Linked DNA regions of Mus musculus: regions 2, 3 and 4 are each linked to region 1. The links are chromatin contacts, called in public Hi-C and HiChIP or PLAC-seq maps. All regions are on one chromosome and are shown on one strand. The core of a region is the stretch at or near the end of the contact, and the rest is flanking DNA. Distances in the headings are between cores, read along the strand shown.

What was found. A called contact is a pair of places that touch in the nucleus more often than the background predicts. HiChIP or PLAC-seq counts read pairs in DNA pulled down with a chosen protein or histone mark.
Region 2: an H3K27ac HiChIP or PLAC-seq map of the NIH/3T3 cell line shows a contact between it and region 1, with 4 times the contacts expected there. The contact joins two enhancer-like sites. A contact is called at or near these places in 3 of 15 datasets of contacts at CTCF or cohesin (the NIH/3T3 cell line and pro-B cells), 7 of 484 Hi-C or Micro-C datasets (the C2C12 cell line, Th1 cells, Th2 cells and 3 more) and 4 of 115 datasets of contacts at active chromatin or transcription factors (CD8 T cells, the NIH/3T3 cell line, acute myeloid leukemia and 1 more).
Region 3: a BATF HiChIP or PLAC-seq map of CD8 T cells shows a contact between it and region 1, with 5 read pairs. The contact joins two enhancer-like sites. A contact is called at or near these places in 2 of 484 Hi-C or Micro-C datasets (Th1 cells and macrophages) and 1 of 115 datasets of contacts at active chromatin or transcription factors (CD8 T cells).
Region 4: a Hi-C map of Th1 cells shows a contact between it and region 1, with 3 times the contacts expected there. The contact joins the promoter of Fancf here to the enhancer-like site in region 1. A contact is called at or near these places in 2 of 39 promoter capture datasets (the HPC-7 cell line and cranial neural crest), 4 of 484 Hi-C or Micro-C datasets (CD8 T cells, Th1 cells, Th2 cells and 1 more), 2 of 115 datasets of contacts at active chromatin or transcription factors (CD8 T cells and effector CD8 T cells) and 1 of 9 other capture datasets (adipose tissue).

The regions. Positions count from the first base shown.
Region 1 is chr7:51,720,595-51,727,970 of GRCm38.p6, forward strand. No RefSeq gene overlaps it. Among named protein-coding and RNA genes, the nearest start is that of Gm33290, 49 kb to the right of the region's middle. Within about 2 kb of position 3,592, at least 64 of the 459 cell types and tissues checked have an H3K27ac peak or open chromatin away from gene starts, as enhancers often do. A contact at or near this core is called in CD8 T cells, the HPC-7 cell line, the NIH/3T3 cell line and 3 more, where this site is marked.
Region 2 is chr7:51,966,039-51,973,414 of GRCm38.p6, forward strand. The region is part of intron 7 of Gas2 (growth arrest specific 2); the gene reads left to right. Among named protein-coding and RNA genes, the nearest start is that of Svip, 36 kb to the right of the region's middle. Within about 2 kb of position 3,578, at least 15 of the 459 cell types and tissues checked have an H3K27ac peak or open chromatin away from gene starts, as enhancers often do. A contact at or near this core is called in the NIH/3T3 cell line, where this site is marked.
Region 3 is chr7:51,910,078-51,917,453 of GRCm38.p6, forward strand. The region is part of intron 3 of Gas2 (growth arrest specific 2); the gene reads left to right. Among named protein-coding and RNA genes, the nearest start is that of Gas2, 35 kb to the left of the region's middle. Within about 2 kb of position 3,879, at least 130 of the 459 cell types and tissues checked have an H3K27ac peak or open chromatin away from gene starts, as enhancers often do. A contact at or near this core is called in CD8 T cells and Th1 cells, where this site is marked.
Region 4 is chr7:51,858,548-51,865,923 of GRCm38.p6, forward strand. It overlaps Fancf (Fanconi anemia, complementation group F), which reads right to left and starts at 3,720. Exons shown (of 1, transcript NM_001115087.1): 1 at 2,030-3,720. The coding sequence starts at 3,707. The coding sequence ends at 2,676. It also overlaps a transcript of Gas2 not described here.

The sequences.
Region 1 (7,376 bases), core at 2,342-4,841:
CTTTGGCATTTCTTTCTAGAATGTAAAGAGCAGCAAAGTCAGCAAAGATCAACAAAGACCAACGAAGAGGTAAAGCTTCGCATGGCAAAACAATGCAAGAGCATTCTCTCATTGTTTGTGGCATACTATATATATATACATATATATATATATATATATATATATACATATATATACATATATATGTATGTATATATATTCTTTCTAAATATCACATGCCTTCTCCAGTGTCTATTTTCAACAAAACATCACATTCCCTCTCAGAAGAAAACTTCCAGAAAAACATCACATGACACAACTGAGTTTTTTAAGAAACCAGAAATTTTCGCAACACTAGAGCTAGAACTAGAGATAGATAGATAGATAGATAGATAGATAGATAGATAGATAGATAGAATTTTGGTGGTGATGATAAAGATACATACATACATACATACATACACAGGTACATACATACATACATACATACATACATACGGAGGGAGAAGAAAAAGGGACAAAGGATGAAGACATGAAAGTGGAAGGTATACTGTGCTGAGAGTTGGAGGGTGACCTCAATGAGAAGGGGGTGTACTTAGGGTGGATATGACCACTGTGTATGCATATGAAATTACCAAAGAATAAATAAATATTTACAAAAATATCACTGCACTGGTTTCTTTATTGTTGGTTGAGGCAAGGCCTAACCCTGTGACCAAGCCAGCCTGAACCTCACTGTGGGTCTAACCCTGTGGTTCTAACACTGTGAACTAACCCTGCCGGCTTAAAATTGGTCATAATCCTTCTGCCTCAGTTTCTTGTGGATGGAGATTACAGGCTGAGTCACTGTGCCTGGGTTCCCTGAACTGATATTTCTAGCTAGTCTACTCTTTTTGTTTTTGACTTGATGAAAAAATAAACAAACAAACAAAAACAAAAACATGCATAATGGTGCTGTGAAAATATTCACAAGTGTGTTTTGGTCAACCCTACTATCATTTCTTTAAAATCTTACCTCCTGGAAAATCATACCAGTTTCCCTTCCAGTGACATTTATGAACAAGATACTGCCTGCCAGCTGTGTTTGTGGTTTACAGCTGGGAAAAGGAGATCTCTCAGCATCCAGGTGTCATCTATAAACAAGGGTGGCAGCCAGGCTTTTCTTCCTTCCAGTTTGTTCTATGGCACACAGTTGGAGGAAGAGAATAGGAAGCCTTGACATTTGACCCCAGGAATGTAGCAGAGATCTCGTGAGACTGTTTTCTTTTGTTTTGTCTATTTTTAATCTATGGAAGCAGCCTGCAGCTCAAAAACAAAAACAAAAAAACAAAAAACAAACAGCAACAACAAAAACCCCACTGCTTACAGTAACAAGCTGAGGGCAGTGCCCTCAGGTGTTCAATAAAGGCCACCTGAAGATGGAGGTTACCATGGTGATGAGAGCCATACACAAGGAGTCAGGCTGAGGCAACCTTCTGCAGAGATGCAGGGGGGGGGGGGGGGATGTGAATGTGACCTAGCCTTGGCCTTGGGAACAAGTTCAGAACAAAGAAGGGTGGCTCAATCTCCATCTGTGGCCCTGTAGGCTCCACTCAGTTTGCAGTGCCCTGGGGAGCCAGTCAGAAGGGAGCCTATTCTGGCTCCCTAGGGCCTCAGGGTTGCTTGAGGGCAGGAGAAGCAGACAAGGTGCACAGGAAGGCTGCAGGTTGAGGCAGTGAAGGCTTCTCTGTTATATTCCATTTGCATTTTGTCCCAGTTGTTGGACAAGCCGAAACAGAGGCAGCTTTGTTTGGTGGCTCTGGCTTGTCATCCCAGTACTCTGAATGCCGAGGTAGGGAGATTGTCCTGAGTTTGAGGTCAGCCTGGGCTACATAAGTGATCCCTGTCACAACAATCAAAACTCACCACCACCACCACTGTCAACAACAATAACAGCAACAAACCAACCAACCAAACAAACAAATAAAATCAACCCTGACAACCCAATCTGAATAGTCCTTCACACTAACCTAATCCCTCAGGTCTCTGTGGGACATAAATCACTCATCGCTGTCTTCACTCTGGGCTGCACGGTGGTGCAAAGCATGCCTGGTAATGGTTTGCTTGATTAAATTCTGTCTCGTCTCTGCTTTGGGAACTTGGGTTTCTACCTGATGGATGGGTGACCCTCCGTGCCTTTTGTTAGTTTGTGTTTGTGTGTCTGCTGCAAGCCTAGATGTTCCGTCTAGAACAGAAACTGGCTTGGCCTTTGGATGATTGAAAACACCAGCTTCTGTAATTACAATGATGTCATTGAATGTTAAATCTTGAAAGGAGGTGCTTAGAAAAGATCATTAATACTGTGATGTGGATTGTTAGTGACATAAAAATTAAGACATATATTTTTTAAAACTATTTCTCTTATTTTTATGAGGTTATAATATAATGATAAACTGTTACCCTTTCTTGTCACTTTCCCCCCAACCATCCCAAATAACTCTGCTTACTCTTTCAAATTCATGGCCTCCTTTTTCATTACTTGTTGTTACATGCATATACGTACGTACATATATATTCCTAAACACATAAATACAACCAGCTTAGTTTTATTGCCTTCAAAACTGGGAGCAAAGATCATATATCATTGTCATAGCTGTAGAATCTAAGAGCTAAAAACACACACTGGGACCAAGAGATTTAGCACTGACTTATGGGAGTAAAGAGGTCAAGAATTAATTCCTCAAGGCCTCAAAAACAGGAGGACACAGTCTCCCCTCTCCCTTGCCTCCCCACTCCCCTCTCCTTCCCCCAACCTCTCTCTCACCCACACTGCAGAAATTGTAAAACACCAGGAAATGCTCTAGAACTCTCAGCATGTAGTGGTGGATGTTCTATTTTCCAACAGTTTCTTAACTTCCAGCCCATCAGTGGGTTTTAAAAGGCTCATTCATAATGTCTCTGGTGTAAATACTTCCATCATAGCTGACAATCAAAGCTGGTGGGAGTCTAGTAGCAGCAACTGCTTCTGCTGTCCTACCAAACAAATAGGAGAGATTCAATGAACTCAAAAGCATGGACAACATCAATATGTAGGAAGGCAAGAAGGGATGGGTTTTAAGTGTTGTTATTTTCCTTTTAAATATAATGTGTGTAATTGTAAGTTTTAGAACTTAATCTTTAATAATAGCTATATTTAAGAACGCGTCACAAAATCTTAAGGTGTTGAGAATTGGTCCTGGTAAAATGGTGGCATTTCTTATCAAATACAGATCAGGTTGTGTACTTCACTAATGCCTGAAATCTTAGATAACGTAGACAGCAATGAGTGCTTTCTATGCTATGTGCTTATGGTAAAAATGTGTCAATTAAGCATTATTAAGTAATTATTAAGAAGTAAGCTATTAAGAATAATTAATGCAATAAAATACTCTAATTATAGTTACATACCTACTCTCTCCCCCTCTTTCTCAGTACTTCCCACTCTTTTTTGTGGTAATGCGATGTGATACTTGGTTTCAAGTTGAGATAAGAAGTGTGGGCGTAAGCTGTTAGCGTTGTGACATAGTGTAAGCTAATGTTTCCTGTTAACACCAGTCCTGTTACTCACAGCGGTTGGCCATGATGGAGAAGGTAGAGAGCAATGAGTGTGTGCTGTCGTCAGTGTGGAGACCCTGTGCAGGATATGATTCACATCCTGGGCAGGGTGGGAGGACAGCATGAGGGCTTAAAGTGCCACTCAGAAAGATGCATGGCTTTACACTGTTGTTTGGGCCTGGAATTTTCCATGTAGTATTTTCAGACAACAAAGAATTGCATTAAATCAAGCCACCAAAAATATGCAAGCACATAGATTGTCTTGATGTTAGCTGGCTTAAAACTTGGAAATTAAAGGCTTAATATCAATGGTAAAAAGAGTTTGCAGATGTCATTCAGGATTCTTTAACAAAATATTATGCACAGAGTGCCTTATGCATAGGCTTTTATTTCTCACAGTGGTCCAAATCAAAGAACAGATACAGGTCAGTTCAGTGTCTGTGAGCTGCTTCTGGGCCCTTACTGCCCAAACGGGGCTGGGCCAGGTAGCTTTCTCAGCATCTCTTTTGAAGGTACAGTAGGGTTATGCCACAGTGATTTGATTGGTCTCCTAAAGCCACACTGTTGACTGTGGTTACCATATTAACGGGGAATGGGAACACACATTCAGACCACAGGCCTTAGGAAAGGTTTAAATGTTCTTTTTATATATATAAAAAAAAACATAATAACTTTGAATCTAAGATCTTTAAATCTCTCCTTTACAATATCCCAATGATAATGTATACAGTTTTCAAAGTGCTGATATTTCACAATTTGTAGTAAGGCTATAAGCTAAATAAATATTTTTCAGGTGATAGCTGTGATCTAGATTTAAGCCTGTCTGTGGATAAAACATAATCTTCCCAGCAGAAGTACCCAAACCTCTATGATTTACGAAGTTAAGCTCATCTGCCACAGACAGCAGGATTTGTTTAGCTGTTAGTATATCCAGATTAGAGAAACCATACCTGTGGTGAATTGCCTGACATATGTGTGGGTTGGAGAAAAATTAGTCACTCAATGATCAGATATTGATCATCTGCTGTGTGCCAGAAGCCAGAGAGCTTATTGTCTCAAAGAAGCCACTCAGTACTTAAGCCCAGCATTGATCAATGCTATTTCTCTGAGTGCTGGAACCAATGGGAGACTGGCATCTTTCTGAACTTTCTTAGGCTAATGTTCAGGAAGTGTGGGCTCATTCTTTATTCTTCAGTTCCTTGACTATGATACATGTGAATGCACACGTGAACATGCTTTTGTTGTTGTTGTTGTTAGTTTTGTTTTGTTTTTCAAGACAAGGTTTCTCTGTGTAGTCCTGACTGTCCTAGACTGTGTGGACCAGGCTAACCTCGAGCTCACACAGCTGTCTGCTTCTTGCCTCCTGAGTGCTGGGACTAAAGGCATATGCCACCATGCCTGCCTGAACAGGCTTCTTCCCATTATTTGTGCCACTACTTCAGATCTCCCCCCTGCAGCATTTAGAATGATTTAGTAACTGTCTTACTTTGATGGCTAAGTGACAAATGTAAAGATGTAAATTGTCACAGAGATTTGGCACAAGGATTTCAAAAGGTCCAGGATCTCTCACTGGATTTACTGGGTATATCTGCCAATCATTAAAATGACCAGAATGTATTTCAAGTTCTGCAGACTGTAGTTTGAAAGGAACTCCTGTCGGTGCCTGGGTGTCATTCAATGGGGCACACCCTTAAACAATGTGTAGGCTAGACATTAGTGATAAAAAACATAGACCTACTGTGTTCAGAAGTCAAACCCTTCAACTTAGCATGATGGGGTTCATCTCTTTCATATCTTTCTTCATCATCTCTGGTCTTAGAAATGCCAGTCTGGGATAAGGCATAAAAAATTAAAATCATTTTGTGCGGCCCTCACAGTATTGGGTTCATACATATTTCCCAGTAGAAGTGATGGAAGCCCAGGCAGGGGTCATCAACTCAGCCTTTTGAATAATCAACTCTATGACCATAGGCAAGGCTCAAAGAAGTTGAACTTGAATATCCTGTATGGTTCTCTGCATCTCTAAACCAATTTTATCTCGAGTACGGAGTATCCTAATGCCCTGGAAAGCTCAAAGACTCCTGATATTGCTTTGACTAAACAGATCCCTTCCAAATCCTTGCTGCAGAGACAACTTTCTAGAATAAATAAACGATGAAATTCTCTGATGCTCAATTTGAATCTCGACTGGCCTACCTATGTGACTTTTGGCATAAAACTTGGTTTTGCCATCTTTAATGGATTTATGCATGCACGCAAATATTTATTGAATATCTAATATATGCCAGTAACTGTTTCATGCTCTTTTTGTCACTAATGACACAACAGTAAGATAAACAGTAAATATTAAAATAAAGAAATAGATATTTAAACTTAAAATAGATGCTATTAAGCATGGATAACCAACTTTCTTTGTTGTGGAATTCTTCAAAAATATCATATCATAGAATAACTAAAAATGTTTAGTTACATGCACCATATCTATTTGATTGACGAACAAAATTCAATCTTACTTTATCTAAAAGTAGTATTCATTGTATCAATGTGGGACACCCGACTCGCCAGCTAGTAAGACGAGGATCCTTCTGCAACACGTTTATTGGGAGAGCATGGACTGGGTAGGCTAAGCCCCAGAAATGGCGCTGCTTATATAGGCCTAGGAGTGACATGTCCATACCTGATTGGTTATGCTACCAGTACCTTATTAATATGCCTCTGGCCAGGCAGTGACTCGGCAAAAAACTCTTATGCACATGCGCACATTGGTTGTTTACCCATATTCATGGGCGTTGGCTTAAAGAAACCAGGGCCATCTTGTAATGGCGGTTGCAGCTTCCCACATATCAAGACATATTAATATTGAAATATTTAATTAAAATGGCTACATTTTTTAATGGAAAAAATAAATTGAAGAATGTCCTCTTGGTACACTTTTGCTAATCTCTTTGATATACCAGTGAATGAGCATGGTTGGAATCTCTTTTTTGCCTCTTCATTCAATTTGTTGGGACTTTCTTTTGTATGAAGAATAACTTCACCAGGTGAATACACTAAACCGTTTCTATCCAAGAATTCTGAGTTTACAGACTCAACCAAGGATACAGTAGAAGTCTTACAAAGGCATGTCTGTTTTGTGTATGCCTCACAGGGATTCATTTCCATCCCTATTACTCTCTGAACAATATAGTTCATCTCTTCCATTTACCAGTATTAGTAATTATTAATACGAAGTAGTCTGGGAGCGAGTTAATCTATTGGGGGATGTGTGTGGTTTGTATAGAGATACTCTACCACTTCAGGTCAGGATCTTGAGTGTCAGTGGGCTTCTTATCTATGTGGGCAGAGTGTTCTGTAACTATTCTTCCCTGGGTACCAAAAGATGAGTGAAGATGGAAAGGAAATGCTAGGCCCAGAGCCCTTTCAGATAATTGTGGTTGCCTTTTGATACTATATGAGAAACTGGACAAGAGGCAGTTTCTTAATCATTAATTGTACTGTATAATTTTAAATTTAAAACCATATGAATGAATGAATGTCATGTTCCATTAAATCACAAGCCAACAATCTGTTCCTTAGCATGAATGGATCTTTCAATGAATCATGATTTTATAACACCATGCACTAGTCATTTATAAAACACTATTTTCCTCACTTTATACATCTTTCACAGGTTGAAGTATTTATTTATTTGATATCAAAACACACAAATGTGTCCATAGATCTGTCAGGAAAACATATTCATTTTTCAAAATTCTAATTTTATTGACAACCTCAGAATTTATCATTGGGGCAAAAGCACCCTCATTGTTTTACTAAATGTTATA
Region 2 (7,376 bases), core at 2,328-4,827, 250 kb after region 1:
CTTATACAAATGACCTTTTGTAGTTTAGCACATGTATGAACCTGTGGCACTTGCAACATTTCTGTTCCAGCACCATTCCTAGTTCTAATGCACGCTCCCCCAGCTCACATGTGCCCTGGCCTGCCTAGCATGTTGTTTACAGGGTTAGGGAAGAGACACATTCTAGTTTGAGGTCCCGAGTTTGCTAGTGTGCAGAAAAGAACTGAATCACTTTATGTATATTTTAAAGAAAAGAATATGATCTAAAAAGAGCAGTAGACCTTTGTTTCCTACACAGAAATACATATTTTAGAGAAACATTTTTAATTTCTTAGTTTTTTTGTATCAGATAGTTGGTGTATCTCACAACTACTGTATGAGAATACATATTTAGAGAGAACAGTTAAATGCATCATTTCATCCAGCACATATTCCTGTGTGTATATATGTGTGTGTGTATGCATGTGTATGTGCATATGTGTATATGTGTGTGAGTGCATATGTGTGCCTATACATGGTTGTATGTGTGGATGTCCATGTGTATATATTGCACATGTAGGTGCACATGTGTGGGTACATGTACTCATGCCTGGGTATGTGTGTGTGTTTGTGTGCATATGTTCTAATGGGAGTACCTGTGCATATGTGTGCATGCATTTGTTACTGTCTGTGCACAAGCATGGGTATATGCGTAGGTGTCTATATCTATGTATATATGGTTGTGTGCACACATGTAAACTATGTGTATATATGTGTGCATGTGTGTATAAGTGTATGTGTGAGTATGTATATCTTTTTAAATAGTATGCATATTGAACTAAAGAAATGAGAATGTGATATGGAAACCTTAGGATGTTTCCTATTTTAGGGAGTCCTTTTAAAGAAAACCTTTCAAGGAATGTGATCTTAGAAACAGGTTTGTGCATGGAATGTTTATAATATAGGTGGCATGTTGGCTCTTTATGGAGATCTTGGATCCTCTTGGGGGGCCCAATGCAATGTGCAGGGTCTGCTTTGTTCTTGCTCCTCTGCCTGCATTTGTCCTGGAGAAGATGATGGAACAGGACTCCCCTGACGAGTTTCAGGAGTGGGTTCCCATCTGGATTCCTTGTGTATTGTCCTGTCTAAACACAGATACAGATGGTGAGCCTGCTGCTCTTTTCATGGACGTTGCCAAAATCGCAAGCAGGTCTGTTTCCCCTTCTTTTCTAGAGACTAGGCAATGCCCAAAGTATGTGGGGGTCGAGATTCAGAAGTTGACTCTCTTGTAGGCCTGTAACACTCCAAGGTCTTCCTTCACTCAATGAGGTCCCTTTTGGGTCAGCTTTCCCTCTAGTTTAAATGTGAAGCTACAGAGAATGATGCCATGACCTTACTATACAGTGGGCAGTAAACATGAATAAGAAGGTGTACCATACCTTTGAGCCCAGGGATAAAATTAATTGTGCAGAAGTCTGCACAGAACCAGCCACCTGACTCCCCGTCTTCCTGGAAGCTGAAGGCCACAGCGTGTCCTGTGTGGGCATCTGCACCATGTTCTGGAGTTGCTTGATGCTTAAGCTTTTTTGGCTTCTGTGTAAGAGTTGCTGTGCCTCCCTTATATCTCTGGCCACTTTCCTGTTTTCTGTGCTTCATGTTAGGTTCCTTGCCACAGATTGAACTCACTCCACCCATGTGCTGCTTGCATCCCGTGCCCTGGCTCAGCATTATCCCTTCTGTTTGGACACCCTGAACTCAGCACATCTGTATAAGGCTCGAGGAGCAACCGCCCACTGAGCTGATACAGTGTGAGTTGGCCTGGTCTCTGTGGTTTTCTGCCCAGACATGTTTTGCCAAGCACATTAATGGTCCGTTTTCTGTGCCTCATGTGATTCTTCAGATCTCTGCTGCATTCTCTGATGGCTAATTAGTCACTGCTGTGGTTTATCTTTGCATTGCTCTGACTTTTTTTAAATGAATGACTTACATAACAATATATATTCTTATTTTATTATAAGATATTTAATACAAGAAGTATTGTAAGGGAATGATTCCATAGGAGAATATCTTAATATTTATCTTAGAGACCCACATTTGCAGTACCTGGGGCAGTGCTTATGATGGTATTTGGCACATTGACTTTAGGAACCAATGTTTCCTTGGGGGAGACATCAGCATCACATCCCAAAGTTAAACTTGAGCTGTATCTTCATTAATCTTTTATGTGATGCATTTCTTGAGGTTAGATTTTTGGTGGGTGTCCCAGAAGAGCTTTTATCATGAATCAAGAAAGGCCATTAGAAAAAAGATAAAGCCTAGAAAGATGCTCAAGAAAAAAGCAGATGGCTATCAGAGGACAGAAAAAAACATTCCCATAAGAGTTGGAGAGGTCATGTAGAGAAACACCATCAGGATCAGAGAAGATGGAATAAGGAAAATAAAGATACAATCAGACACTATCAAGACTGTTGAAGGGCAGTCATGAGCACAGAGCACAGAGGAGGAAGGGTGGTGAGAAGCCGTGTGGAAGGGTTATAAGAGCCAGGTAGACGCACATGGGATGGGGATGGGGGTCACAAAGGGCTTGCTCTGCCATAAGAACATTGACTTTCTCTTGAAATCATACGGAGATTTTAGAGAAGCTTATAGAATAAAAAAAATCATGAATAGATGACATTGTCCATCAGTCTGGTTACATTGCAGAGAAGAAACCATAAGTGTGAAGGTAGGAGAAATGTTAGCCAACCATATTGGGCTGGGGAATGTGTGCATTTAAACTGTGGCCACTTACCAAAGTCCTTCTAGTGATCAAAGTTCCATTTATAGGGGCCAGCAAGATGGCTCAGCAGGTATACATGCTTGCTGCCAAGAATAATGACCTGAGTTTCAGCTGACAACCTGAGTTCAACCTCCCAGACCAAGTGCAACAAAGGAACCAACTGCTTGTCCTCTTATCTTTTCATGCCCCTGCCCATGTATACATACACAAAATATAATAGGCATCAGAGCCCCATAAGTTCAGCCTTCCCCTTAAATATGGGAATTCTTTAATGTGGGAACATGGAGGCCAGGGAAGTTATCTAACGTGAACCACTGAGGCCATCTTTGCGCCTTCAACAATAGCTGAAATATAGCATCCTGGCATTGGCCACTCCTGCATCCATCTGCTCAGTTGCTGTAACTGGCTGGTTCCAGTACATTGTGATTTCTACTTGTAAATAAGGAGTTGCTTTGGTGAGAATTTTATACAAAATAGATTTGCTGACTACTCACAGAAACTAAAAAAAAAATTCCAGAGAACGATATCTTTATGCCTTTTAACGGTAGTTACTTTTTTTTTTAATCTCTGGGTAGTATCAAATAAGGTCAAATAAGTTAACAAGAAGCACAGAGTGGTGTTCCTTATCAACAAGTTTTCAGACATTTCTTACTCCAAGTTCTAATTCTCCAGATGCTGCCCATATCCCACAGTCCCAGTTTGCCTGGTGATTTAGCATGCTTTTTGCTTAGCATAATAGGGCTATAAAAAATGTGCTGCTCTGCCCCCTCTAAGCCCCACAGTGAGCCTGTGGCATTTATATTAAAACTGTACCTTGTGCCAAAAATCCTCTCTGGAGTATTCTCCAGACATTTACAAATTTCTCAGCATGAGTTCATTACACACATGCCCAGAAGCAGTGGTTCCAGATGTGTGGCTGAGTTGAGAGCTTTGCATACAAGTTAATACATTTTTCTCTTATGAAGTCTGCAAGTTCTTCATAACCTGTGGATATTCTCCACCTACCAAGTGGCTGGCATAGGTGTCATGAACAGGGTAGTGAACAAGGTGTGTCTTTGTGTCCCAAGAGTGGGAGAAAGACACAACACCCAGATGGATGGCCAAGTGTAAGAGTTTAGATATAATGATTTACAACTTAAAGCACATAGTTTCTGTCACAACTACTCCATTCTCTTGCTTTAACTATAATAGGTAATCAGTTAACATGACTGTGTTATAATAATACTTTATGTACAGCATGGTGGACTAGATTGGTCCTGTGGCTATACATAGTTTTCTATGTGCTGACATAGATCACTGCAATGCCATCTTAAATGCTAGAAAGAAAAAAGACCGAGGAATAGCGGAATCAACCATATCCACTCTGATTGGGTAATTTGGAGGTGTGTTGGCTTCTCTAATTGGATGGTTTGGATGTCTTTATCTCTGATTGGGTAGTTTGGGTGTCTTTGTGCCACTCTGATTGAGTGGTTTGGTGGTCTGAGGGTGCTCTGACTGGGTGGTTTGGAGGTATATGAAATGCTCTAATTGGGTGATCTGGAGGTCTTTGAGTCTCTCTGATAGGCGGCTTAGAGGACTGGGGATCACTGGTTGGAGGTCAGCGATTTCGCTACATGAGGAAAGAACTTTTGTCACCATTGCCCATCTACTTTTCCTTTAAAATGTAGGTAAAGGTAGGAAAGTTAGAGACTACAGAACTAGGAGACAGTAGGAACTATGACACCTGGAAATGTTGTTCTGTAAGTAAAGAGGATGTTGAAAATCTCCCTCTCTTCAGCCTGTCATCACTATCCAGGTTTACCTTGTATTACACAGTGCTTACCAAATGAGGGGCTTTCACTCAGCACTGAGAACATGTGACCTTCACCGCAATGTCTCTTCTCTCTACTCTGACATCATGCTGGACCCGTGGACAGAAATTGATCTGGTTTTCTTCCTGGTTGCCTCATTTGTTGTTCTCCTATAGTTGATACATCATGATTATTATATCATTATAGATTCTAGAAGAGGTCAGAGTAGTGGCTACATTTTACAGTGCATCAGTCCAGCCTAGCTTGGGCATGTATAACACATTAGCTAATGAAAAGGAAGGATGTACTCCTAAAATTCATAAATGTCCCTGATGATATATGTAGGGTTAGATCTGTTGTGGGTGCAGTTGTTGTTACGTGCTGAGCCACAAGGAAAGATCAGGGTTTGCATTTAACAACAATGTCCAGTGTTTGCATCATGTGGTTAAAGTATGCAGGCAATAGAGATCTCCATTGTGTAAGGAGCTGAATAAGTTCCTTGACTTTAGATCACTTAGATCCATCTGGAGGAAACCCAAGATGAACAGAGAGAAAATAAGACAGAAAGTAAAGGTGCCTGGCTGAGTTGAACTACACTCATCACCTCTCTTGACAAAATTTGTGGAGTACTTACAATAGACTTGACACATTATGGATACTAATGTATTTAGATGACTAAGACCAAAGGATAGACCATTCATCAGAACCCCTTCCACAAAAAAGGTTCAAAATCCTATAGGTATCTTGGGTTTTCGGGAGAGAACTTTTAGAGGGTGTCGAAGCATGTGTGTCCTAGAACTAGGACAAACTCAAGCAACACCAAAGGCTGGGGGAGCAGAGCAGAAGTTTGAATGATGGTGGGCCAGTTTGGTGATACTCTAGAGAGAATTCAGAGAAGGTGCTAGGGCTCGGTCCGTTGTCTGTGGATGATGCACTGTCACCGAGGAGGTTGGTTCTAATGACAACAGCCTCATTTGCTTTCGCTCATAATTCTGGAGGCGCAACAGGGAGGGGTCACCTTTGGTAGTACAGAGTGTCACCTGACATCAGGAAGTTCACATGCATGTCACTTTGTCTCTGTCCCTCTTAGAAGGCCGTTGGTATTGACTCCCAGGGACCTTAACCTGACTATGCTGAGAAACACCAAACAACACCATCAAGTTAATATCCCACCAAAGTTATAACACACAGTAGGGTCAGAATTAAACGTTTGTTTGGAGAAAACAAATTACAACAAGAAAAAAAGATTGGGGATCAATGTGGAGAATCTTGATGTCAAGCCAAAGAAGTAGCATTCTGACGTGTGGATTACATCAGAGTTGGAAAGAATGATTAAGTTTATAGAAAATAACCTGCTCAGGGGCTGGCAAGATGACTGAACAGGCAAAGGTGCTTGTCACCAAGGCTGATGACCTAAGTTCAGTCCCTAACACTTAGATGATAGAGGAGGACCCGACTCTTAAGTGTTCTCCTCTAACTCCCAAGTTTGCCATGGTGTGCGTATGGTGCACCCCCCCCCCCCACACACACATAAATGCATGTGCATTGTGTAAAGCAGATTTCTGCACCACATGTTTATTCTATTGTTTGATGCACGACCCTGATCAAGCTCTTCAGTCTGCCTGTGGCTCATCTCTGTTGAGAACTGTGACAGTTTTTTCCAGAGGTCTGATCATCTACCCATTCAACAGCAATCTACAAATTAATCTGGTTCTTAAGAACTGAGCTGCGACAAGACAGGGCCCCAGCCTTTGAGGGGTTCTCTTCTAACAGAAATGCATCCGAGGGAGCAAACACAGAAGGTAATCTAAGGTTCTGATCAGGTCAAAGGGAGTATTAGGAACAGTTAGAAATGGGCTCCTAGTAAGACCTCCTTTCCTCAGTGGGTGAGCCTGAGGAGGACTGTTGGTCTGCTGGGTAGGGGCTTGCTGAGGACGGGCTTGCTTTGAGAACAGAAGACAAGGAGCAGCTCAGATGTAAGAAGAAAAATGAAGATTGAAATTGGCTTATCTGAGGGCTGAAGCTAGAATATTTGTAGCTTGTGTTTGAGCATGTCTGGAAAATGCCACCAACTGAGGCATGCATAGCGGTTAGAAATCTTAGCTTTAGGAGTGATGCTGCCCTCTAGTGGCCTCTTGAGCATTTACACCCATTCATGGGCCGTTTTTAGTTTCTTCCCTGGACCAAGGAGCTCAGTGAAAGTATTGCTGCTTGGCCTGTTTGTTCTGTTAAATGCATGCATAGTCCTTAGGAAAACAACGAGAAGAAATTCTGAGCAGGCAGCTTCTATTGAAGAGGGTAAATATGCTTATTTTTGTAACCAAGTGATGTTAGAGGCAGGGACAAAGCCTGCTCTGTTGGGCAAGATGACTTGCATGTTTCCGACCGGTCTGTTCATTATATAAACTAGGGGAGACAATGGTCCCATTAAGGGTTATCTGCTTTTCACTTGAGTATTTTTTTTCCCTTTGGCGCTATAAAGAGCAAACCACCCTAGATTTAGAGAACAGTTTTATTCTATGGTGTGGGTACAAATTCTTTCTCCTCACCCACAAGAAGATTCTGAAAAATTAGCTCCAGAATGCTTTCGGTCCCACACCCTGATGCACATTTTCCTTCGTGTCCACCCCCTTGATTGAGGAGGTGATGGGGAGGCAGAGAAGACTGAGAATTCGACCTGCACACCCTGGCTCAGCCCTAGCCGAGTGGGCTGTGAGTCCACCCAGCACACTGTGCTGTGTCCAGGTGAAGGGCCTTGGGGGTGCCAGCTCCTCTTCCTGCAGGGGGTCTCCTTTGTCTGCCAACTCACTGACACCAGTCTCAGCAGCATTGCTTCTATTGTAGCTATC
Region 3 (7,376 bases), core at 2,629-5,128, 190 kb after region 1:
AACATAGTGGAGCATGTGTCCTTACCGGTTGGGGCATCTTCTGGATATATGCCCAGAAGAGGTATTGCTGGATCTTACGGTAGTACTATGTCCAATTTTCTGAGGAACCGCAGACTGATTTCCAGAGTGGTTGTACAAGCTTGCAATCCCACCAACAATGGAGGAGTGTTCCCCTTTCTCCACATCCTCACCAGCATCAGCTGTCACCTGAATTTTTGATCTTAGCCATTCTGACTGGAGTGAGATGGAATCTCAGGGTTGTTTTGATTTGCATTTCCCTGATGATTAAGGATGTTGAACATTTTTTCAGGTGCTTCTCAGCCATTCGGCATTCCTCAGGTGAGAATTCTTTGTTCAGCTCTGAGCCCCATTTTTTAATGGGGTTATTTGATTTTCTGGAGTCCACCTTCTTGAGTTCTTTATATATATTGGATATTAGTCCCCTATCAGATTTGGGATAGGTAAAGATCCTTTCCCAATCTGTTGGTGGCCTTTTTGTCTTATTGACTGTGTCTTTTGCTTTGCAGAAGCTTTGCAATTTTATGAGGTCCCATTTATCGATTCTCGATCTTACAGCACAAGCCATTGCTGTTCTATTCAGGAATTTTTCCCCTGTACCCATGTCTTTGAGGCTTTTCCCTACTTTCTCCTCTATAAGTTTCAGTGTCTCTGGTTTTATGTGGAGTTCCTTAATCCACTTAGATTTGACCTTAGTACAAGGAGATAGAAATGGATCAATTCGCATTCTTCTACATGATGACCGCCAGTTGTGCCAGCACCATTTGTTGAAAATGCTGTCTTTTTTCCACTGGATGGTTTTAGCTCCCTTGTCAAAGATCAAGTGACCATAGGTGTGTGGGTTCATCTCTGGGTCTTCAATTCTGTTCCATTGGTCTACTTGTCTGTCACTATACCAGTACCATGCAGTTTTGATCACAATTGCTCTGTAGTACAGTTTTAGGTCCGGCATGGTGATTCCACCAGAGGTTCTTTTATCCTTGAGAAGAGTTTTTGCTATCCTCGGTTTTTTGTTATTCCAGATGAATCTGCCGGTTGCCCTTTCTAATTCATTGAAGAATTGAGTTGGAATTTTGATGGGGATTGCATTGAATCTGTAGATTGCTTTTGGCAAGATAGCCATTTTTACAATGTTGATCCTGCCAATCCATGAGCATGGGAGATCTTTCCATCTTCTGAGATCTTCTTTAATTTCTTTAGTTCTACCTCTTCCGTCTCTGTCCTGTCCCACAGAAGAAATGTTAGGGCAAGACCTGTAGTCCAGGGGCGGCATGTTCAGCCTGCAGCCTGTGGGTCACTTGTACCCCACAACAGCTGTGGATATGACCTAACACAAAATCATAAATTTTATTTAAATATGAATTATACTAATGCATTAATTTTTAACTTTGTAGGTGGCGATGTTCTGTTGCAATTTCTAAAGCACGGGCATGCCTTTAAGCAAAGGTCTGGAGCCAGTATCCAAACCAAGTCATATTACTCTCTGAACTCCATTATAGCACAGATCTTCTGTAGAAAATGCTTCTACAGCTGACAGTTCACTTGGGAATGGGAAACTTGACTGATTTATCTAAATTTGGCAATAGAAATTTCAAAACTTATATTTGCCTGTAATGAGTTATGAAATGGAAAGCTTTTTCTAATGTATTAGAATGTCTTAAATAGGAAGGTTATATGGCTTTTGTATGTCTTATGATGATTCTAGTATTTTACATATGTTAATAATTTACTTTTGTGATACTTGGGATTGAAACTAGGACCACTCATTCACCAGGAGTGTGATCTGCCACTGAGTTAGACCTTCAGCATAACTTTTCTCTGCTCAAAATATTTCTGTGTGTGTATGTGTGTGCGTTGTGTGTATAAGCACATGTGTATCACACATATATGTGGAGGGTGAAGGTCCCTTTGTTAATGTCAGGTGGGTGTCAGGGATTGAATATCAAGCTCCTTTACTCTCTGAGCCATCTTGCAGGCTGGAACATTTTCTGGAATGGAGATGGCTGAAGACTAAATGATTTTGAGGTGATCCAGGGGCTGATGTGTGTACTATGTATATCTGAATTGGCCAAGTGCAACTGGAAGAGCTCACAGCTTGCCTAAAGGTGAAAGTGCGGATAGAAGTGAACTAATTAGTATTGACAGGATCTGTTCATTTTGAGGATTTAAGGTCTGCTTCTACAGTGTTCCACAGCTGCATGCAGTGATAATCAGCTAAGTGATGGCAGCTAGTACTGTGTACAGTGACTCAGCTCTGAGAATTCATAGAGAGAATGACTGCTGGAGACTCACCAAGTGGGTCCTCAGGAGACACTTCTGACCTGAAGTGAGCCCTTATTACAGCAATTAGGAATCTTCCTTTCAGTTGCTGAAAGAACCATAGAGATGAGATAATGTATGTATATATATCTTCTCCATAAGTGATCCTGATTTTACTATAAAATGACTGAAACCAGAAAATGAGAAGGTTGTTTCTTCTCGGGATCCCTAATTAGCCATCTACCTAAGTATCATTTAACAACCAAGGGAAACGTAGTTTGTGTGAAAGTGCAGAAGAGAGACTGAGATTTCCAGTGCTCACGTCATTGCGTGATGACCGTTGTCAACTCTGAGAATGTGTGACTATTGGCTAATGGTAGCTGACAAGGGGATAAAAATATGGCATAGCCAGATCCTCATTTTATAACCCTTTAGCAATTCAGTATTCTGTGAGCTGTAAATATTCTGTAGCTGTGATGCATATGTGCATGCTATATTAGACTGTATCATAACAGAAAATGTGATGGAAAACTGGCTCATGAGTACATGTTAGGGTCACATCCTTGGGGAGGAGAACTCGATGCATATGGCTGATGATTAGGAGTAGAGGTGTTGTGAAAACCCTCACAGCCAACTCTCAGGACACTTAGCATACATGGTAACAATGCAGTGTTCCTGAGACAAGCCATACGAAAGTTAGTTCCATGCAGGCAGAGCTGTGACGATGAGGAAGGGGACATTTCACTGTGTGAATGAACTTAGGGAGTTAAACTAGAGTAGTGTCCACTGGGTAGAGCTTTACTCGCCTGCCTCCCTCACTTCATTTTCTTAGTTCTTTGCTGCACACGGTTAGATGGCAGCCTGCCCATGAGAACGACCTAGCAAAATAAGAGAAAGACATTATGCCCCCACCCTCACCCCAGGTCCTCTTTATTGTGGAGAATACTTCTAATGAGGTCTGTGAGCTGGGCAGTGGCAAGAGAATCTGAAGCTCTACTTTATGTTCATGAGAACCTGCCTCCCAGAAAAGGGGAGAGAAGGAAGAGATGGCCTGGCAACTGCAACACCTGACCTAGAAACCTGCCTGAATTCCATCAGAGGCAGACTTATGTGAATACTGGGAAAGATCCACCTCACAGGAGGTGACACCAGTCTTGTCACAAGTCCAATTTGTAAGCTGTTGCTTGACAGTGTAAACAGCTTCCATTAGAAACAGGTGGGACAGAAAATGAAACCAATTAACACATCAGAACACAGTTAACAATTCCAGTACCTTCTGAGTTGGAAACAAGTTAAACACATAGAGGCTCACAAATGCATGCACGCAGACATACACACTAGCACACATGTACACAAGTGAAAGCAGACAGACATACAAGCACCCCCTCCCCGTAGACACACACATACACAGACACAAAGGCGCAGACATGTGAGCACACACAGGTACACCCTTCATCTGTGTGACTTCCCAGCATTAGCAGAGTTTGCTCCTTAGCAGGAAATAAATCTACTGAATTTTTCCACAATGACATCATCTCTCCCCATCAGGCCCACTTCCTGCCTTAACCACATTCAGGCTCATTGGCAAGAGAATTGAGTGTTTCCATGATATCTGAGAGCACTAATTTTAGTCATTGCTTTTATGGCAGGAGAATGTAGACTACAGTGTCAAGGAAAATAACTCTCCCCATATGGAAAATGAGAAATTAATTGTTTGAAAATGTGCTTTTTCTAAATGGAGAAATTCAAGGCATTTTGAACAAATCAATAGAGACATTGCAAGCTATTTTGTAAAAAGAGAAACACTGAGATTTTTATAACAACAGCATTTCATAAGTCTGAAAATTAAGGAAAAGAGGTATTTCTTCATTTATAAGTATCTGAAGATTTCTAGGTAAGCTAACATGTGAGTGCTCATGCTCTGTGTGTGTGTGGTCCAGGGAAAAGGTTCTGTTACATCACAGAGCCGGCGTGGTCTTTTCAGATGAGGTAATTTACAGTGTGCAGACCTTCCAGCTCTTTCCTGAGTTCTCTGGGGCAGTTATGTGAATGCTGCCTTTGTCTCAGGCAGTAGTTTGGAGATGCATTCTATATCATGCAAGAAGCTGTCTGGGATCCATGTTGGGCTAGCATTATTTCAATGGTCATGTCTAATTTCACACAGCACAGTCTACTTGTCTGTTAGATGTATTGAAATCACTGTTCCATATTAAAAGTAAATAGTAGAGTGTTACACTGAAGGCAAATTGAGAAAATCAAGAAATCTGGCACAGTCAGGACTGAGAATAAAGAATAAAATCCTCCAGGTGTGGAGGAAGAGAACCCTCTGTCTGAGGCTAACCTCAGGAAGCCACCCGGTGTGCTCTGTGCCCGACTTGTGAGGGATGCTCAAGTCCTCCATCCACATGAGAAGTCCTCAGAGCTTCCTGGTGCACTGCTGTGGACAGTGGGCGAAGCATTGAGATTCTCCCAGGGTGCTGCTTTTAAATTCACGAAATTTCACAGACAATACAAGCCAAACAAACTTTTATTGAAATAGATTCTAGGAGCAGAAACTATCTTCACAACATTAATAGCAAATATGAGCCTCAGCAGAAACAACAAAGCTTGCCTTTTAAAACCTTAAGTTGACGTTCATTGAAATAAAGTCTAAAGTTTTAAAGCTGAGTAGCGAGTAGTATTTTCAAGTTTCTGCCACGTTTTATAATGCAAACAAACCCTATGTTTTCATTTAATAGAAAGACCCCTTTTTTCTTTTTACCCTAGTAATGGAAGAATGATAAACTTTGATTTGTGCTTACTAAACTAAAAGCAGTTTTGCTCATCTCATAATCAGGGTCCTCCTAACGCATGATGGGAGTATTTTCAGGATTTCAGTTGGTGGGAAGGGCTGTCAAGAATGTAAACGTCAAACAGGGATTTACAGAATAAATGAGAAGAGTTAGAGATCTAAAAGAGAAAAGATACATTTTTACATTCTAGCTATATCATAAGTGCATATGCAAATACATATATATATGTATATATGTCTATTAAGTGTCTATGTGCATGTATGGCAATGTGTATGTAAATGTAAGTTTTCATATGCATATATATGTATACAGGACATGTATGTTTGTATTTACACATGTATGTATATATGTATGTATATAGGTATATATTTATATACTTGTGAATATATATCTATGTATATATGTGTGTGTGCATATATAAAGTATATGTGTGTGTGAACATAGAGGTGTACTTCCACAATATGAAACTGGAACATTCTACCCTCTTATGATGTCATAGGAAAAGAGATCTAACATTTGACCTCATGTGACCTGTCATAGTCAAGCAGGAACCTTGAAGATAAAGAGTAAAATAACAGCTACACAAGACTATGTGTATGAGATGTATAAGAAACATAGTTGAGCACCTTGTTGTAACTCAGTTCCTCTCAGTATATTAAAACTTCACATTTATGAAAATATTGTGAAATCTAAGAAAATCTGAAAAGAGCCTTAAATATCCTTAAATTTCCTTTCTGGGAAAGGATATTCTTTATGTATTTGTTTATACTTATGCATATGTGTGTGCACATGCATGTATCATTGCATATTTGTGAGTATGCACAGGTGCATTAGTATGTGAGAACATGCATGCATAAGTGTGTGTACATGTGTATGTGTGTTTGCACTTATGCATATGCATATATGTTTGAAGAATGTGTGTATGGGCTGTGCATATGTATGAGTGTGTACACACATGAGCATGGGTGTGCATGTGTTAGCACACATATATAAGTGTGTGTGTGTGTGTGTGTGTATGTGCATATGTATGTTTGAGTAACTTTATTAATAGTAAATTGCAAATGGGAAACAACTTGCATGTTGTTTCACATTCTCATGGTTGCCATTTTGATACTGTCTGAAGACTGGAGGTCAGAGTTTACTCTCTTCACACTTAATACCTTGTACCTTGATAAAACTGACGTTTTCTTAACTGATTATTCTATTAAATGGCAATCTAACCATCAGGTCATTTAAAACTGAAGTCAGCCAATCACTTCTTTGATCAGAATTCTCCAGTGGAGCCCTCACTGCTTAGAAATAAGACAAAATCTTCAGCAACACTGGAGCCCTTTAAACGTAGAACCTAACTGGGGCTTTAGTTCTCTGGAAATATAGTGAGGTATATGGCCCCTCATAGTGAGGTATATGGCCCCTCATAGTGAGGTATATGGCCCCTCGGAGCTAACCACTCCCTTCTTTTATGCATCCTCCTTGGCCTCTGCAGGGTGCTCAGGAGCTTGTGACCTTGACTGAGAATAGAGTTTCATAAATACTGCTGGATGTAAAGACCTTTTGGTTCCTGGGCAGCATTTCTAGTTGCATCATGTCTCAGCCTCAGTCCCGGTAGGCAGCTTGCTCCAGTCTGTCAGAAATTTCCCTTTCTGTAATGTGTTGACCTCGTGGTCAGCTTTGAGGCTGCTCAGCTCTGGAAGTGGCTGATTCTCAGTAAGGTGTCCCCTACTGATGCTCTATCATCCTCTTCTCAGCTAGGCACAGAACTGTAAAATCCTCAGAAACCTCATTTTAACCGGTGGCTTGCACTTCTGCTGTAATTCTTGGGATACACTCTGACCCCTAACACCTCAGTAATAGCCTAGAAAGGAAGCTTGGTCATGTTTGCTCTTCTCTCATTTCCTCAGAGTGATAGCTGTCACAGAGTGTGACGTGGGAAAGGTAGGTGGAGCAAAATTAGATTAAACGTCTTCTGAGTTTTTAAAATAACTTCCTCAATGAACTAGATTTTTAAAGTTCAGAGGTAATCCTCTAGTTCTTTCAGAAGCTGATCTCCTGATGCATACTTAAGCAGCGAGTAGTACAGAAGGTTTTACATATAGCACTTGGATGAGGAGGGTATATGACACGTAAGACACGATGTATAAAAAGTTGAAAGATCAGGGGGTGGTGTTGCATGCCTTTAGTTCCAACACTTGGGAGACAGAGCTTGCAGATCTCTGTGAGCTCAAGACTAGCCTGGTCTACATAGTGAGTTCTAGCATAGCCAGAGCTACAGAATAGCAAGACCTTGTTTCAAAAATTCAAATGAAC
Region 4 (7,376 bases), core at 2,470-4,969, 140 kb after region 1:
AAAGCATATGAGATGTCACATATATATGTATACATGATGGGCAGATTTGAGAGGAAGGAGGTCAAATAAAAATTTGGACAAGTGATATTAAATTTATATATTAAGGCCTTGCATTACCAAACCTTGCCAATACTACTTAGTATCACAGGCACTGTTAATATTACATAGATACCCACTTCTAAAAATAATCATTTGACTAAAAACTGAGGCGTATAGAAAGAAAAGCATATTTTTCCCTCATAGACTCTAGGAAGGTCTCTTCACCCTTTTCAGCTATGGACCCAGGTAACTTACTGCAGCACACTGGCTTCAGCCTATTAAAAGAAAGATTCTGATGTGGGTCCTACCTACTTCTACTTATTCACAAGGTGGCCCAAAGCAGTGTCACAGATATACTAAACTGCTGAGGGATTTAGAAAGTTTATTCCCAAGGCTAGCTAGTCACTACAGGTAAAACATGGGGCAGATTATCAGTCCTGGGAAACAGGACATAAGATACCAACCGTTTCCATAGCAGCAAACTAATATGGAGACAGCCAGGAAAGAGCTTTAGGGTGTGAGCAGCATAAACCTTCGAGTATAGGCCCAGCCAGTCACAGGAGAGATTAGGAACATCAGGAGTATGGCGGAAACGGTGGGGATGCAAATGTTGAACAAAAGATCAGTCACTTGAAGATAGGAACAAGACCACTTACAAAGGCACTGCAGTGCAAGGAGGCCCTTCTTTCTCAACAAGGAAAAGGAGACAAGTGAACTGACACTCCTGAATGATAACGGAAAATCATGCACAAAGCAAAACCACCTTCACACACGAACCAGATGGACTTTTGCAGATACTCATTAAGATGTTTCTCACCATGAGATATTTCCCCAAAGAATCCTAAAAACAAAACAAGATAAACAAAATCTACTAAGTAAATGAACAGAAACACAACCACAGAACTCACAAACTCACTGAAATGGAAGTGATAAAAGTTTAAGGAAAAGATGTCCTTTACTATACGAAACGTTGGTTTGGCTTCAAGCAAACAAAAGTAAAACAGCAGAAAATGAGCTGTGAAAGGCATCGGGATTAAAACTTCAAACCACCGAAGCTGAACCACAGAAGTTAGCTGTACGTGCCAGCTCATACCTAAAATCTCACCATTTAGGAACCCGAGGAAGGAGGATCCCCTACGAGTCTGAGGCTGGCCTGGGCAGACAGGGAGTTCCAGATCAACCTGGGTTAGAGTGAGACCCTAAAACAACAAAACAGAAGCAAGACAGCAAGACCCAGCTGTCGCTCGTGTATAACTGCACAAAGAATCCAAGTCAGAATACAGCAGATGTGAAAGACGGTTCACACAGATCAGGGCTAGAAAAAGGGATTTGATCACAGGAGCAAAAGAAATGATACTGCTCTCTTCAGATAACTGTATTCGTTGTTTAGACTTGTGTCCTAAATCAGAATCAAAATTTTGCACTATATGTCCTTTTGCTCTATTTCTAAAATTAGAAATTAATTTTGTGAGTTATGGGCATTTACCATGGAGAAAGTGTGTTGAACCCTGGAAATTTACTTAGCAAATTATTAACAAAAGCATTTATTATTAAGTTTAAAACACTTGAGCAGACAAAGTTGTTTTGTTTTTTTGAGACAGCTTTTCTCTTTGTGTAGCCCTGGCTGTCCTGGAACTTGCTTTGTAGACTAGGTTGGTCTTGAACTCAGAGATGTGCCTGCCTCTGCCTCCCTAGAATAAAGTTGGGTTCTTAGTCAGAGAATACTCAAAATAGTCTCCATCCAGCAAACATGAGGAAAACCAGAATCAGACATTTAAACACCTGATGACCCCAGGTTAGGGCTATTAACTTGATAAATGGCAGAAGTGGTCTCGATTCTCTTAACTTACTAGATCCCTTCATCATATAACCCAAAGGGGTATGTTTACACTTACTGTGCTCTAAACACTTAAGTGGGTACTCAAGAAATGCTTTAAACTATTTGCTGTTATTTTGAATTTCAGAGTAGTGACTTGTACAAAGAACAAAATTTTCTGAGCAATGCAATTTTAATGCACACATAGGTTGGTAAACAGGTAAAAGAAAGCAAGTTTAGGGCTCTAACTCTAGCCCAGTCAGCTTTGAAGTTAACATGATGCTACCACATGTTGCTGGTTGAATAAAACTTTGTACTACTGAAGAGTGTTAGGAACCAAGTAAATCATACAAAAGTACCCTTCTTGGAAAACGTAAAGCTGCCTTTTCTTTTTAGGGTGAATCTAGTTTTAGTATTCTTACAAATTAGCTTTATACGAAACAAGCTGAAAATTCGATGGCTTTAAGAATTCTTTCACGATTAATGATGTAGCTCAGTGGTGAACACTAACATAGGCAGGGTCCTGGGTCCATTACCAGAACAAAAACAATCTCTATATAATACATATTATATAATATATAAATTTATAGATATTGTGCATATTATATATATTTATATTATGAACCATTTAAAATTGGCCCCTGAATAATTAGGTTTTGGGAGCATGTATATAGGGAATTGGGGAGAACACTGACAATTTGTAAACTGCATAGTCAAGAAGTAGCAGGATGCTGTGCATAGAGGCTTTGGTGAGAAGTATGCTTGTTATTCCCTCTATGGGACAGGGTCTGTCCAGATGCCCAGCCTGGGAACTGAGAATCTACTCTAGCACGATCCCACACTCAAGCACCACCAGGAGGTCTGTCCAGATGCTCATCCCAGGAACCTCGAAATCTCCATCCAAGGCTTTGCGGGACCTTAGGGTCACCAGCACCTCTTCCTGCAGAAATGGCTGGGCATGGCACAAGCTCTGCAGCCTTAGGCACAGCTCTTCCCAGGGCATGTCCTCCATCTGTGTAGGGACCCAGGCACCCTTTTGCAGATCATAGTGCAGCCGCGTGGCCCACGTTGTGAGCAGGTCCAGGTAGGCGCGAGACAGTGCGTGGTGGCAGCCCGCCACGGAGGCCAGGCGCTTGGCTGGCAGATGGCGGCAAAAAGCGGCCAATACCTCGGGACTTTCGAGAAGCCAGCGCAGTAGTTTCTGTGTCTCATCCGCACCCGCAGGGTCCGTGGCCTGGGCTGGCTCCGGGTCTTCCTCGCGTAGCAGCAGCGCTTCGGCAGTCACGTCGAGCACGTGCTCCCGCGGCCCGCGCGTCCACAACGTGTCCAGGAGTTTGCGCGCGGCCGCGGAGTCGGCCCCGCCCAGCTCGTGCAGGCGCGCGTCCAGCAGCTCCGCGTGCGTGCGCAGCAGCGCGCTCCTGGGCGCGTCCCCGCCGAGGCGGCACAGCAGGCGCAGCGCGCTTCCGCGGCGCGCCAGGAGGACCAGGCGCGACTGCGGCACGTCGTCTCGGTGGTCCGCGGCGGGGCCCGGGAACAGCAAGCTCGGCAGCGCGCGGGCGGCGGCGGGCGCGAGCGCGCGGTTCCGCAGCAGGCGGAGGGCGAGCCGCGCGTCCCCGGACTCCAGCGCCGCGAAGCTGCGCAGCCCGAGCGGCCCTCCCCGCGCGGGGAGCCGCCTCTCGAGCGCCTCCCGCACGCGGCCGCGGCCCGCGAAGCGTCGGTACACGTGGAGCAGATAACGCGCCCACTGCAGCGCCCTGCGCACCTTTTCGGCGTCCCACGTGCTCACCAGCGACCCACACGACACGGCCAACAGCTCGGAGAATCGCTCGGTTTGCTGCACAAGCGGCTCCATGGCGGCCGCTTCCGCCCTGACATCCCGAGGCGCGAGCCGATTGGACATGAGCGTGAGCGCCCGCCTCAGCGTGCTGTGCCATTGGACGACGGCCGTGTCAGTCTCGCACCATGGTTTCCGGGGCACATTGGCGCTGAAAATGAACTAGGGCAAAGTCCCAAGCTTTTACTCTGGGTCTGGGAGAGGACGCGTGAGTGCGAGTTTGAGCGCTAGGATTTTATGTGCTCTTTTGTTTTAAAAATGCCAGTGGTAGACATTTAGGCGCTTCCCCGAAAGGGGACCCATGTTCATCATTATTAGCAGTGCGGATGTGATCTGCTTGCGAACTCAAAGCTCTTAAATGGCCCGTTTCCCTGGTACTTGTGGAACCAGGACCCTCACACGCTGTGCTGTGAGTTCCCGGGCTTTTTTCCTTTTTCCTTATTTATATTGTTTACTGATTCTGAGGAAACCTATCACTGAATTGTGCAAGCAGCCTTTCAGTTTGCAGTCCTGCCTCGACTAACCTAGTGACTGGCAGCACTATCCTGAGGCTTACTAGCCATGCAATAAATGAAAGTTTAAGCTCAAAATTAATCTACACATTTATGCTAGACTCTGAATAGTTCTGGGCATTCTTATCAGAACATATAGTTAAGCCAGTTTTGTTTAGTTTTTAGCCATTAGCCCAGACTATAGTGTTTGGCCTTGTGATTTTATTTTAGTCTGTGTGATGGGTTTTAAAGTTTCAGGTGGTAGCTATTAGGAATTACAGAGGTCACTGGTTCATCCACTTACTAAATACTAAGTCACGTGATGTGATAGCCAGTGAAGGACAGGACTGGCGCAGTTGAGATAAATGTAGTTAAAGCTTCCCTGTCCCACAGGAAACACTAATGTTCCTTAGAGAGACTTCAACTTCATAATGCGGTAGACAAAAATAAGAGTCACTAGATCTTAGATGTTAGGGAAAGCCCCATTAAACCTTCCTTTCAACTGAATGCCCAAAGAATACACCTGGAAATGCTTCAAGGCCATGGGAACCGTTAATAAGTCTTAAGCCACCAGAGTGAAAACCAGATCTAATCCAGGGTGAGAAAGAAGTCCAAAACAGCTTCATTTCCAAGTGGCTGGGACAGTTCAGAGAAACTTCACCAGTGCTCACCTTTTCAAAACCAATATTATGTTAAATCTCAGTACCACAGTGAGTAATTATTTGTTTCACAGTAGCCATCTTTTATTAAGTAGCTATGCATCCCTCCGACAGTTTCCCATCAGAAGAATGCACTTTGGATTTCGAACCAGTTTTCCATTTAATTTGGAACAATCTATGTAGAGGCTGAAAGATGATAAACACTTTAATTTCAAGAAACCTATGCACTTGAGGCAGACATTGGGAGGATTCCCAACCCATGTAAGTGTAATTCAAATCAGATTTTGTGTAATTTTAAAGTGCCAGGTATGGTGATTTTAAAGACCAATTGGAAATGGATAGGAGAGCACTGAAAGGCTATATGGACTGATCTTTGATTTAGGCTGCACAAATACTTGCACCATCAGAGGATAGTGGAAAATCACGTGAGAGGAATCACACAAGTTAAAATGTCAGTGTAATATGTGAATACTGTATGCTGAGAATGCCAGGATCAACCTTCCACCTGCTGGTCACACTCTGCAAATCCCCAATATGTAGTAAATAAGAACAGAAAATGGAAGCCCAGTGTTAGCAAACTTTTATTAAAATAGCATTTCATTCAAACACAGGAATGAGCAACATAAACAACTAACATAAGATACTTTCACCAAGAGCTTCCCTCAGGACTCTAGAGAAGATGGAAGCCATATATGTGACATACTGGGGTAGGTTTTTGTTGCTGACTTTCAATATGTACTCTGTGGTGTTTTCAGTAAGATGTCCTCCATTGGCTTTGGTGTTTGAATACCCTAGTTGGTAACACTGTTTGAGAAGGTGTGGCCTTAGGTTAGGCTTCGAGAGCTTAGAACATCAACTACTTCCAGTTTCATCCTTTTCTGTTTCATGTTTGCAGGTGAGCATGCCAACTCTTAGCTTCCTTCCTCTGCTGCCTTGCCCAGCCCCTGCTGTGATGGACTCTTGCTCTCCTAGAACCCTCAACCGTAAGCATAAATAAAACCTGCTATAAGTTGCCTTGGTCATGATGTTTTATCATAGCATCAAAAAGTTAACTTGTACTTTGGGATAGCAGTCAGCTCCACCCTCAGGGCCAGAAAATGTTAACTGAACCAGTTAATGAAACCCTGTCTTAATTTACTAACTAGTCTAGGAATCCAGCTGTAAGCCTCTCTATATAACATCCTCTACTAAATAAAATAAGTTCAGAAGTGGCCAGAGGAATTCACTATAGTCATTAAGGCCTACAGTATTCAGAAAAAAAAATCTTACTCTAAAGTCAGTAATTAGTCTAAGCTGAACACCAGGCATGCTTATGAGAGAGTTTCTTTGTCAGGAAGAAACGTTGAACAGTCCTTAATCTGAATCTGCTTATAAATACCTTATATATTTCTAATTGCTTTTGTCAATCTTGTGGGGTTTTTCAAATTTATTTAATTTAAATGTACGTAGCTAAAGTAGCCCTTGCTATGATGGATTCTATCCGTCTGAAACCATAGACAAGGGTGTGTTGGTCATGGTATCTTGTTACAGCAACAGGAAAGTAAATGTTGCAGTAGTAATCGGACCAGTGAGAGCGGTTTTTTCCCTTTAAACCTAGCGTTTTATATGTGCCTCTCAAATGTTCTTTACTGGAGTATCTTTTGCCTGGATGTGAAAAGACTGGAAACATTGCTCAAACACAAGCCAGAAGCCACACTGCATGGTAATGGAAAGTGCATTGTGTTTCCTATTATCTGACCTAGGCTTTTGTAAATAGAAAGGGGGAAAATTATCCACTTGCCCTCTCCTTCATTAATGTGTTTTCTTCTCTTTCCCCACTGTCCTGAGCAGAGGATAGCTCATCATCATGTTAGCTCCTTGCCCTTGCCCTTTGATTTTCTGCTGAAGTAATCAGTATGAGGCCTTAGCAAACAAGCAGGGGGACCAAAGGCAGGCTCTGTCTTCTAAGGCTGAGGCATCTTCTTTCTGCATCTGTTCTGCACGATGTTCCCCCTAGCAGCCCTCTGGACTTCCTGCATGTGGGGTCATACTTACTGACTGCTTTTGCCTTGCCCAGATTTTATACATGTTCTTCTGTTTGTTTATGTTCAAAACCTCTCATGAGTCTGCCCTTATTTTCTGACAAGACCTCAACAGAGTCAATTGCTCAAATTCTCAGTCATTTTTATAAGTCATGTGAGTTCATGAGTCATAACATTTTCCCTCCACATTCATCTAGCTAGTGATGAGTACTTTAATGAATGTATTCTGAAATACCTAACATTGACATATGAGCTGCCAGTCTGTGACAGAAGTCATCATTACAGCAAGTATATGACAGGTGATGTGAAATCATCCCATAATGTAATTAACTAGAGGTGAACAAAGCATTCTGTTAACAGTGTGGCATGGTGGAGGTGTCGGAACAGGGGCCCGGATGGTGAAGACTTTAAAATACCTTCTGCAGTTTATAATTATTTCTTTTATAATTAATAACTTGTCTGTTTGTCTGACTTTCTTTTCTTTCTTTCTCTTTCCTTCCTTCTTTGCTTCCTTTC